2 separate regions of the Mus musculus genome follow, and region 1 is linked to region 2. The links are chromatin contacts, called in public HiChIP or PLAC-seq maps. All regions are on one chromosome and are shown on one strand. Each heading gives the region's core, a stretch centred on a gene start, on an enhancer-like site or on the middle of the called end of the contact. The rest is flanking DNA. Distances are from core to core; before and after follow the strand shown. Region 1 overlaps Nmt1 (N-myristoyltransferase 1). Region 2 holds the start of C1ql1 (complement component 1, q subcomponent-like 1).

Region 1 (3,901 bases), core at 156-2,655, 100 kb after region 2:
AATTAAGAGAAAGAAACTAAATCCAGGTGGGCCTGGCATATGCCTTTGTTAAACAAAATTTGTTGGGTGATCATGTGAGGCCAAGAGAAAAGACTCAGTGGTTAAGAACACTTGTTCTGGTGGAAGGACCGGGCGCAGTTCCCAGCACTAGGTGGTGGCTGGCAACCATCCATCCATAACTCCGGTCCCAGGGCTCTGACCCCTGCAGCTGACCTCCATGGGCACCAGACATGGGGCATATGCAGGCAAACACGTTTCTGTGACTGTGCCTGCTTGTGTTAGGTGTGTGTTTTCCCTCAGAGGCTAGCAGAGGGCACCGCACCGTGCACCACATCCCCTGGAGCCGGCCTTGCAGGTCAGTTATGAGCCAGCTGGCATGGGTGCTGGCAACTGAAGGGAACTGAAGAACAGCCCTGCTCTTAGCCACCGAGCTGTCTTCCAGTCACCATCCAAGTAGGGATCTAAGGCAGGTTCCTTGATGTTTCATCGCATGTTGGCACTCACAGTGAGTACAGCGTGCCCGTGTGAGGTCACGTGACACTGCCTGAACTACCTCAGATTCCGTACATATTTAATTTTCAGTTTGTGTTTGGTTTTACTATTGCTGAATTTTCCTGACACCCCCACACTTTGACTTACATACCCGAGGTTACAATTCAGTGTCAGAAGCTTCGGTCTGTGTGACTGTTATGTGACCTGAGCAAACCTTCAGCCTCTCTTCAGATCTATTCTGTCTAGCTGCCCTCTTTCCTTATCCTGTTGTGGAGAGGCTCTCTCTCCCCTCAGTCCCGTCCCACTAAGGCTCAGAACCTGCCTTCCACCTCACGAGTGCGAGGCTGTTCTACTGAGTGTGCCCCCTCCAACACAGAAGTTAAATGTCTGAGGACAATTGGAAGTTGCTTAAAAGTACTTGGAGGGCTACATACCTGTAATGCAGCATTGGGAAGCTGAGACAGGAGGAGTGCCATGAGCACAAGGCCAGCCTTAGCTACTTAGTATTCTCCTGTTTTTAAAAAAAAAAAAAAGATGGGCAGGGCTGGTGAGATGGCTCAGTGGGTAAAAGCACCGAATGCTCTTCCGAAGGTCCAGAGTTCAAATCCCAGCAACTACATGGTGGCTCACAACCATCCGTAACAAGATCTGACTCCCTCTTCTGGTGTGTCTGAAGACAGCTACAGTGTACTTACATATAATAATAAATAAATCTTTAAAAAAAAAAAAGATGGGCAAACCAAAATAAACAAAACCTATTAAGAGGGAGAGCTTGCGTGTCTGGCTTTCCTCTCCAGCCCCGTCTGGTTTCAGTTCCTGCCTTCATCTCGGCTTCCGAGCTCCCCACAGAGGAGGGTTGGGTGAGAGGGAGACTTCCCGGCTGCATCATGCAGGAGGGTGAGTCAACCCAAAGGCATCTGGAGGGCTCAGAGCTCTGATGCCCCGACCTGGCAGTTAGCTGGCCCACAGGCCTAGAGGCTGACGCTGGAAGGCTGAGAGACCCTGGCTGCTAGAGCAATCATCTGACTGAGGAGTGAGGCCAGTGCACTGTTGTTGGTCTTGACACAGAGGCAGGCTTATGCAACCTTACAGATCTCTAGTCAGGGAAGAGTGTCTGGGCTGGAACATGACGACACCCTACACCAACCAGGAGACCGGAAGCTAAATTAGCTGTGATGGGTGTTTGTCATTCAGGAGCCTGCCCGAGAGTTAAAGGATTTCCAAAGATGAGGCACCTTGGATCCTAGAGATTACTCTGAGGTTTTGCTGTGCGCTCGCCCTTACTAGGGACCAAAGACTGGAGAGAGATTGCAGTTACAGAGCGTAGAGTGTTCGTCAGCTGCAGGGCTCCTAGGGACCGGAGGAATTTACTCTGATATAATTGTTTCTTTCTGGGACAGGATCTGTGTTGCCCAGACTGGCCTTACACTCACTGTGCAGTGGAAGGTAACTTTGAAAGCTCTGGTCCCTCTGCCTCTCCTGAGTGTTGGAGTTAGAGGCTTGTACCACTCTGCTGGGTTATGTAGTACTAGGTATGACACACACAGGCAAAGCAGCCACTCTACCACCTGAACCTCCTCGATAGCCTTCCAGTGAGTGTGTTCAGTGAGCCCCTTCACGCACGCTGTGGGCAGACAATAGACTTGCTGTGCTCTTCTTCTAGGTGAAGTGGTAAACACCCATGGTCCAGTCGAACCTGACAAAGACAACATTCGCCAGGAGCCCTACACCCTGCCCCAGGGCTTCACCTGGGATGCCTTGGATCTGGGAGACCGTGGTGTGGTGAGTAGGCCTGGCTTGTGGGTGGGACAGGACTCTTAGGAGATGAGCCTCAGAGAGCTGAACAAACCCCATCCAGTACTTCCTGGGCATGCCCAGACTCTACAGTAAGAGCATGTCATAGGTGTAAGGGTGAAAGTTGACTTCTGAAGTTCCTATTGTGGAACCTTATTTTTTTTTCTTATTTTGTTTATTTATTTTGCTTGTCATTGGTTTTCTTTTATTTTGTTTTGTATTGGGGGCAAGTTGTCTCTCTCTTACGTAACTGGCTATCCTGGAACTCACTATGTAGACTAGGCTGGCCTCGAACACAGAGACCACCTGCCTCTCCCTCCTAAATGCTGGATTAGAGGCATTTGACACACTGCCTGGCTTCTTGTCCGTACCTTGCTTGACTTGTGACCTGGGCTGCTGAGGGTCCTGCCCTCCACGCCTTTCCTCAGTGGCGACCCAGCACCTTGTGCATTTTTAATAATGGTTCATGTCTTGAGAAAGCACTCTAAACAGTGAGCTTCAACCCCAGTAGCTGCCTCTTTATTGTTGTTATATTTACTAGTGATTTAAGGTGAGCTTGCATGTGGGTATGTGACTGTCCTATTCAGGACTTTTGTTACTGTAATAAAACACCGTGAACAAAAGCAACCTGGGGAGGAAAGGGTTTATTTCAGCTTACACGCCATGAGTAACAGGAAGTCAAGACAGAAACAGTCTACTCTTTTTTATTTATTTATCTTTATATATAATCTGTAAGTACACTGTAGCTGTCTTCAGACACCCCAGAAGAGGGCATCAGATCTCATTATGGATGGTTGTGAGCCATCATGTGGTTGCTGGGATTTGAACTCAGGACCTTCAGAAGAGTAGTCAGTGCTCTTAACCTCTGAGCCATCTCTCCAGCCCCTGAAACAGTCTACTCTTACGGAGGCATTTTCCCAAATAATATTTCCTCTCCCTAGATATGCTTGGTTGTGTTAATTTGGCAAGACTAACCAGCACAGGACATGTGGGGCCCAACGCTACATTTGGAGCTAATTATAGATGGTTGTGAACATGTGATCTGGGTGTCGGGAAGTGACCGGGGTCCTCTGGAAGTGCAGCAGATGTCTTAACCACAGAGCCGTCTCCCCAGTGTCTAATTCACATTCTTCATGTGTGTTTAGCAGGAACCGGGTGTGCCCAAGTGTGGGTGCGAATGCATCCATGTACTTAGTTCTGGTTTGGTTTGGTTTGGTTTGGTTTGGTTCTGAGAAAGGGTCTCACTGTGTGGCCCTAGCAGGCCTGCAACTTGCTCTGTAGAGCAAGGTGGCCTTGGGATCACAGAGAGCTTCTAAGTGCTGGAGTGACAGTCCCACGCCGCCATGCCCAGCACGTGTTCAGGGTTTGTTTCTTAGGCGGATGTGCTGGTATAGCAGGTGTGTGTCGCCAGCACCTGATTGCTGGGCTCGGGATTGAACCCAGAGCTCTGTGTGTACTGGACTATTCAACAAGGACTCTACCAACTGAGCCACGTACTCCCCCCGCGTACTCCCCCGGCCACTTTCTTATTTCCCCTTGAGTCAGAGTCTTATTATGTAACCCTGGCTGGCCTTGAACTTGAGTCAAACCTCCTGCCTCACTTTGCTGAGCACCG
Region 2 (4,122 bases), core at 487-2,986:
AGAAGGTTCAGTCTGACCACGCCCCCGGGGTGGGGCCCCTGTAACCCAGAGGTGAGAGCGCAGGGAGCTGAGAACCCAGGGTGGGTGGTTCCAAGGACACCGCTGTGCATCCGTGTCTCAGACACGTGCACACCAGCTCCCTATTTTCTAGGATACTGGAGGAGCTGTACCTGGAGACTTTAAGGAGGGGAGTTTCCATCACTCCGCCCCGCCTCTAGAGGAAACTTTTTCCCGGGAGGCGCAGGATAGCTCTGTTACTCTGGGAAAAGGTGGAGCATTCCAGGGGGGTTGCAAAGGGTGTTCGTTCAGCTCGATGGTCCCTTCTCTAGGGCCAGGGATGTACTGCAGTTAAGGCTATTGGGCAACGAACTCCCTCTGCCTTTGTGCGCAAAACATTTCCTGCAGCCCTCCTCCTTCTTCTCCTGAGCGCACAGCCACTCGTCTTAGCGCCCTCCGGCGCGGAGACTGCTTCTCCTTATCCTTGCCCTAGAGCATCCTTGCTGTTCCCTTAAAGCCAGTCGGCGTCAGCTTGAATCTTAGCTCTCAAGAGAAATCAGCCTGAATCAGTCTCCCACGGGCCAAACCCCTACGGACCAGTTCGTGCGCCCTAGAGCCCTGTGATCTGACTAGTTGGATTTATCTTTACGCATTTCCACTCCGCGGGTGCCCTGTAGCCTCTCCCTTAAGAGCTCAAGCCCAAGGGTTGAAGACTCAGGGGTGCCCGCTAATTACAACCATTCTTCACATGATAGTTAAGGGGGCCGCTTTAGGGTCTCCACCTACGCCTGCCCGGTGTGCCTGTCGACTCTGATCCAATACGCATTCTCCTGGGGGCTCCCTGGGAGCCCTGCCCCCAGGTCAGCCCCACGCCCCCTCATGGCCCACCTGGCCGTTCTTGCAGAGGTCTGCCCACATACTGGTGCCGTCGCCGCCGCGCATGAGGACGTGGTAGGTGAAAAAGTAGGTGCCAGGAATGTTGCATGTAAACTTGCCGCTGGCCGCATCGTAGTTGTTGCCTAGGTTGGTGACCACGTCGTCAAACTTGAGCACCTCGTAACCCTCATGAGGGTTCTTGAGGCCGGCGTAGAAGGCCACGCGTGGCACCGTGGTATAGGTGGCCGTGCTGATGGCGCCGCTGCCTCCCGAACCCGGCAGGCCAGGAGGACCAGGCTTGCCTGGTTCACCCTTCTCCCCAGGCGGCCCCACAGGACCTGGAGGGCCCCGGTCTCCTGGAGGCCCCGGAGGGCCCGGCTTGCCCGTGCGGCCCGGCTTCCCCTGGGGGCCCTGCACCAGCGTGGAGGGCGGAGGCGCACCGCTCTGCTCGCTCAGAGCGTCGCCGCCGTCGGACCGCGCGCCGGCGCCGGGGCCCCGCGCGGGATAGGGGTCGCACACCATGCGGCAGGTGCCCAGCATCTCATAGTGGCCGTCCGGGCCGCCGGAGCTCACCAGCACCGGGATGAGCACCACCAGCACGAGCAGCATCACCACGCCCGCGGCGGCAGCCAGCAGGGTCTTCCGGCCGGCGCGGAGCCTTGGGAGAGCCGGGCCACCCGGCCGCGCCGTCGGGGCAATGATGCCGGCGGGTAAGGGGCGCGGGCGCGACGCCCGCGCTCAAGGGCGGTCCGGCGGGGCTGCGGGCATGGGGCCGGGGCCCGGGCGCCGCGCTGCGCTGCTTGCGCTGCGGAGCCCAGCAGCCGGCTCCGGCCTCGTGCTTCCCTCCCGCTGCGCTGCCCGACTGAACGCGGCCTCCCGCCTAGCGCCTAGCTCCTCCCGCCTTCCCTGGCTGGGGCCACTGCCTCCTCCGTTGGGCCCCGCCCACCCGCTCCGCGGGGCTCGGAGAGGGCGAGGGGTGGGGCTGCGGGCGGGGCAGGCGCCTAATTGGGCCGCGGAAGCCTCAAGGTGGGAGGGGCAGGGAGGGGCGGGGCTATGAGAGTGGTGGGCATCACGGAGGGAGCTGGAGATTGAGGCTCAGAATGGGGAAGGGGCTAGAGTCAGGAATGAGTAGGACCAAAGGGCAAGCGGAAGGAGGAGCCACAAGGAGAGGCAGAGAGCTCAGCGTGGCATTGAGATAGATGTTCCGTGGGTCAGTTCCGAGGAAAATCGTGACAGAGGGGCAAAGGACCACCACCTGCAGGAGGTCGAAGGATGCAACATTGCCCCCTGTCTGCAGGGGACAAAGAGATGTTGCAGGGGGTGGAGGGTTACAGAGTGAGGAACAAGAGAGTAGAACAAGAAAGAGGATGAGGGCTAAAGCCTGGAAGGAATACTGGGGAGGGGCGTTCCATAGGCACCCAGGCCTAGCATCCAGATAACCCGTCTGGATCCTTTGCTTTTAGGGTGCCCAGAGGGAATCTCTGAATTCTAATAGCAGCCTGACTTTTTATCTGATTCTAACTACTTCAGGGGCATTCTCTCCCAGGTGGCAGCGTCTTCAGCCCCTTCTTTTCCACTGCCCCAGGGGATATCTTCTAGGCTGCCTCTACCTGTGGCCTCTTCCATGAGGCCTTTTCTGATCTGAGCTACTAGCTAGACAAGTGGGAAATACGGACCCTGAGAAAATGAAGTACCCCTCCCATGTCATCTCTTAGTGTTAACCAGTCCTAGGTGGTTCTGCGTTTTCTAGCACTCCCCAGAAAGAGGGGGGTTGATCTCTCCTAGCCCCTTAGGGGACCCCCCTAACTCTTACCCCATCACGTTCTTCTAGTGCAGGAAAATGTTTAGGTTGCATAAACTGAAATGTGTCTGCTTCCATCAACATATTTGTCATATTCTGTGAGTCCCAGCTCAAGCTGTGTTCCTCCTTCACCCTCCTTTATCCGAGGAGGAGGGCTGTGTCTTTCTGAGGCCTCTGGCCACGATAAACAACAACACTCCAGACTCATTCTTTTTGCCTGCAAGACTCCTCCCAGTTCACACTCCCACCGCCGACCTCCCACTGTCCATTTGATTCCCTGATTATCCCTACCTAAAACTGAGATGCCAGAATAACCAATGGTAGAAGTGGGGGTGGGCGGGACGCTGCCAGAGAGGACTTTCCAAATACTAACCCGGGTCAGCATGACATCCATCACCAAGGAGGAGGGAGCTAAGACAAACTGCGTTGGATGCTTTGTATGTATGGTCACATTTGATCTTTACATCAATCTAGATATAAAGCCCACCATTATCCTCGTTTTACAGATGGAGAACAGAGGCTCTGCGAACTTAAAAGAGATTTGCCCCCAAGTCACGAAAGTAAGATGTGGTGGAGATGGGATTCAAGCCTGCAGCCTTGCCCCTCGCTGTTTCAATCTCAACGCGACAGGGTCTCTGGGGCCTATTTATTGTCGAAAGTGCAAGGTGATGCGAGCATGCCTTAGGACCCCTACACTCCTCCAGGCAGACTCAGGCCGGGTAGCCCTCAGCTTTCAGCTGTCAGCGGCCTCCTGGTCCCTCGGGACAGTTTCTTAAACATGATTCCCTTTAGAAGGACAGGGCTAGTGAGTGACCGGAGGGGCACTTGCACGGTCATGGGTATGATCTATCCAGACCCCCAGCCTTCTAGACAAGCCCTCGAGCCCCTAGTCCCCTAGGCTGCTGGCGTTCGTTAGCTGCCCGAAGCTGTGGCTTGGCGGGCGGGGGAACAATCCACCAGTCTGCGGCGGCAGAGGAGGGGACGGAAGGCAGCCACCTCACCCCCGTGCTCGCCGGGGCGTCCGAGAGGCGCGCTCGTCGCCGCACCGCGATCCGCCCCCCGCTCTGAAAGCGCGCCCGCTCCCCTGGCGCGGTGTGGCGTCTCTGTCAGCCCAGCCGGATTCTCCCCGCTTCGCTGGAGTGGAAAATAACGGCTTCAAACTTTGCAGAAAGGAGCTGGTGCCAGCACTTTAATTAACAGCCATCTTGGCCTGTGAGCCTGAGCCACCGCCTTCTCCCTGGGCTCCTCCCCGGGGCTCTCCCGGCTCCGCCCTAGTCCCCTAGGTGACTAGCTCTACCCCTGGCCCTCAGCACCCCTTTACCAGAGGGATCAGGTCTGACCGATAGAGAAAGTGCTGCACTGACGGCTTCTCTCCATTTTAATTTGTAAAAATAACTGCTCTAAGCTTTCTTCGTTCTCAAAAGCCGAATCCAAGATTCTGGAATTAA

Evidence for each region. HiChIP or PLAC-seq counts read pairs in DNA pulled down with a chosen protein or histone mark.
Region 1: an HNF4G HiChIP or PLAC-seq map of pancreatic cancer cells shows a contact between it and region 2. The contact joins the enhancer-like site here to the promoter of C1ql1 in region 2. A contact is called at or near these places in 4 of 39 promoter capture datasets (the C10 cell line, hematopoietic stem and progenitor cells, liver and 1 more), 2 of 484 Hi-C or Micro-C datasets (bone marrow-derived macrophages and muscle stem cells), 4 of 115 datasets of contacts at active chromatin or transcription factors (the 230-238 cell line, embryonic stem cells, microglia and 1 more) and 4 of 9 other capture datasets (adipose tissue, liver, macrophages and 1 more).

What each region holds. Positions count from the first base shown.
Region 1 is chr11:103,050,051-103,053,951 of GRCm38.p6, forward strand. It overlaps Nmt1 (N-myristoyltransferase 1), which reads left to right. Exons shown (of 12, transcript NM_008707.4): 4 at 2,156-2,274. Among named protein-coding and RNA genes, the nearest start is that of Gm42090, 4.3 kb to the left of the region's middle. Within about 2 kb of position 1,406, at least 174 of the 459 cell types and tissues checked have an H3K27ac peak or open chromatin away from gene starts, as enhancers often do. A contact at or near this core is called in the 230-238 cell line, adipose tissue, bone marrow-derived macrophages and 6 more, where this site is marked.
Region 2 is chr11:102,944,980-102,949,101 of GRCm38.p6, forward strand. C1ql1 (complement component 1, q subcomponent-like 1) reads right to left here and starts at 1,737. Exons shown (of 2, transcript NM_011795.3): 1 at 886-1,737. The coding sequence starts at 1,482.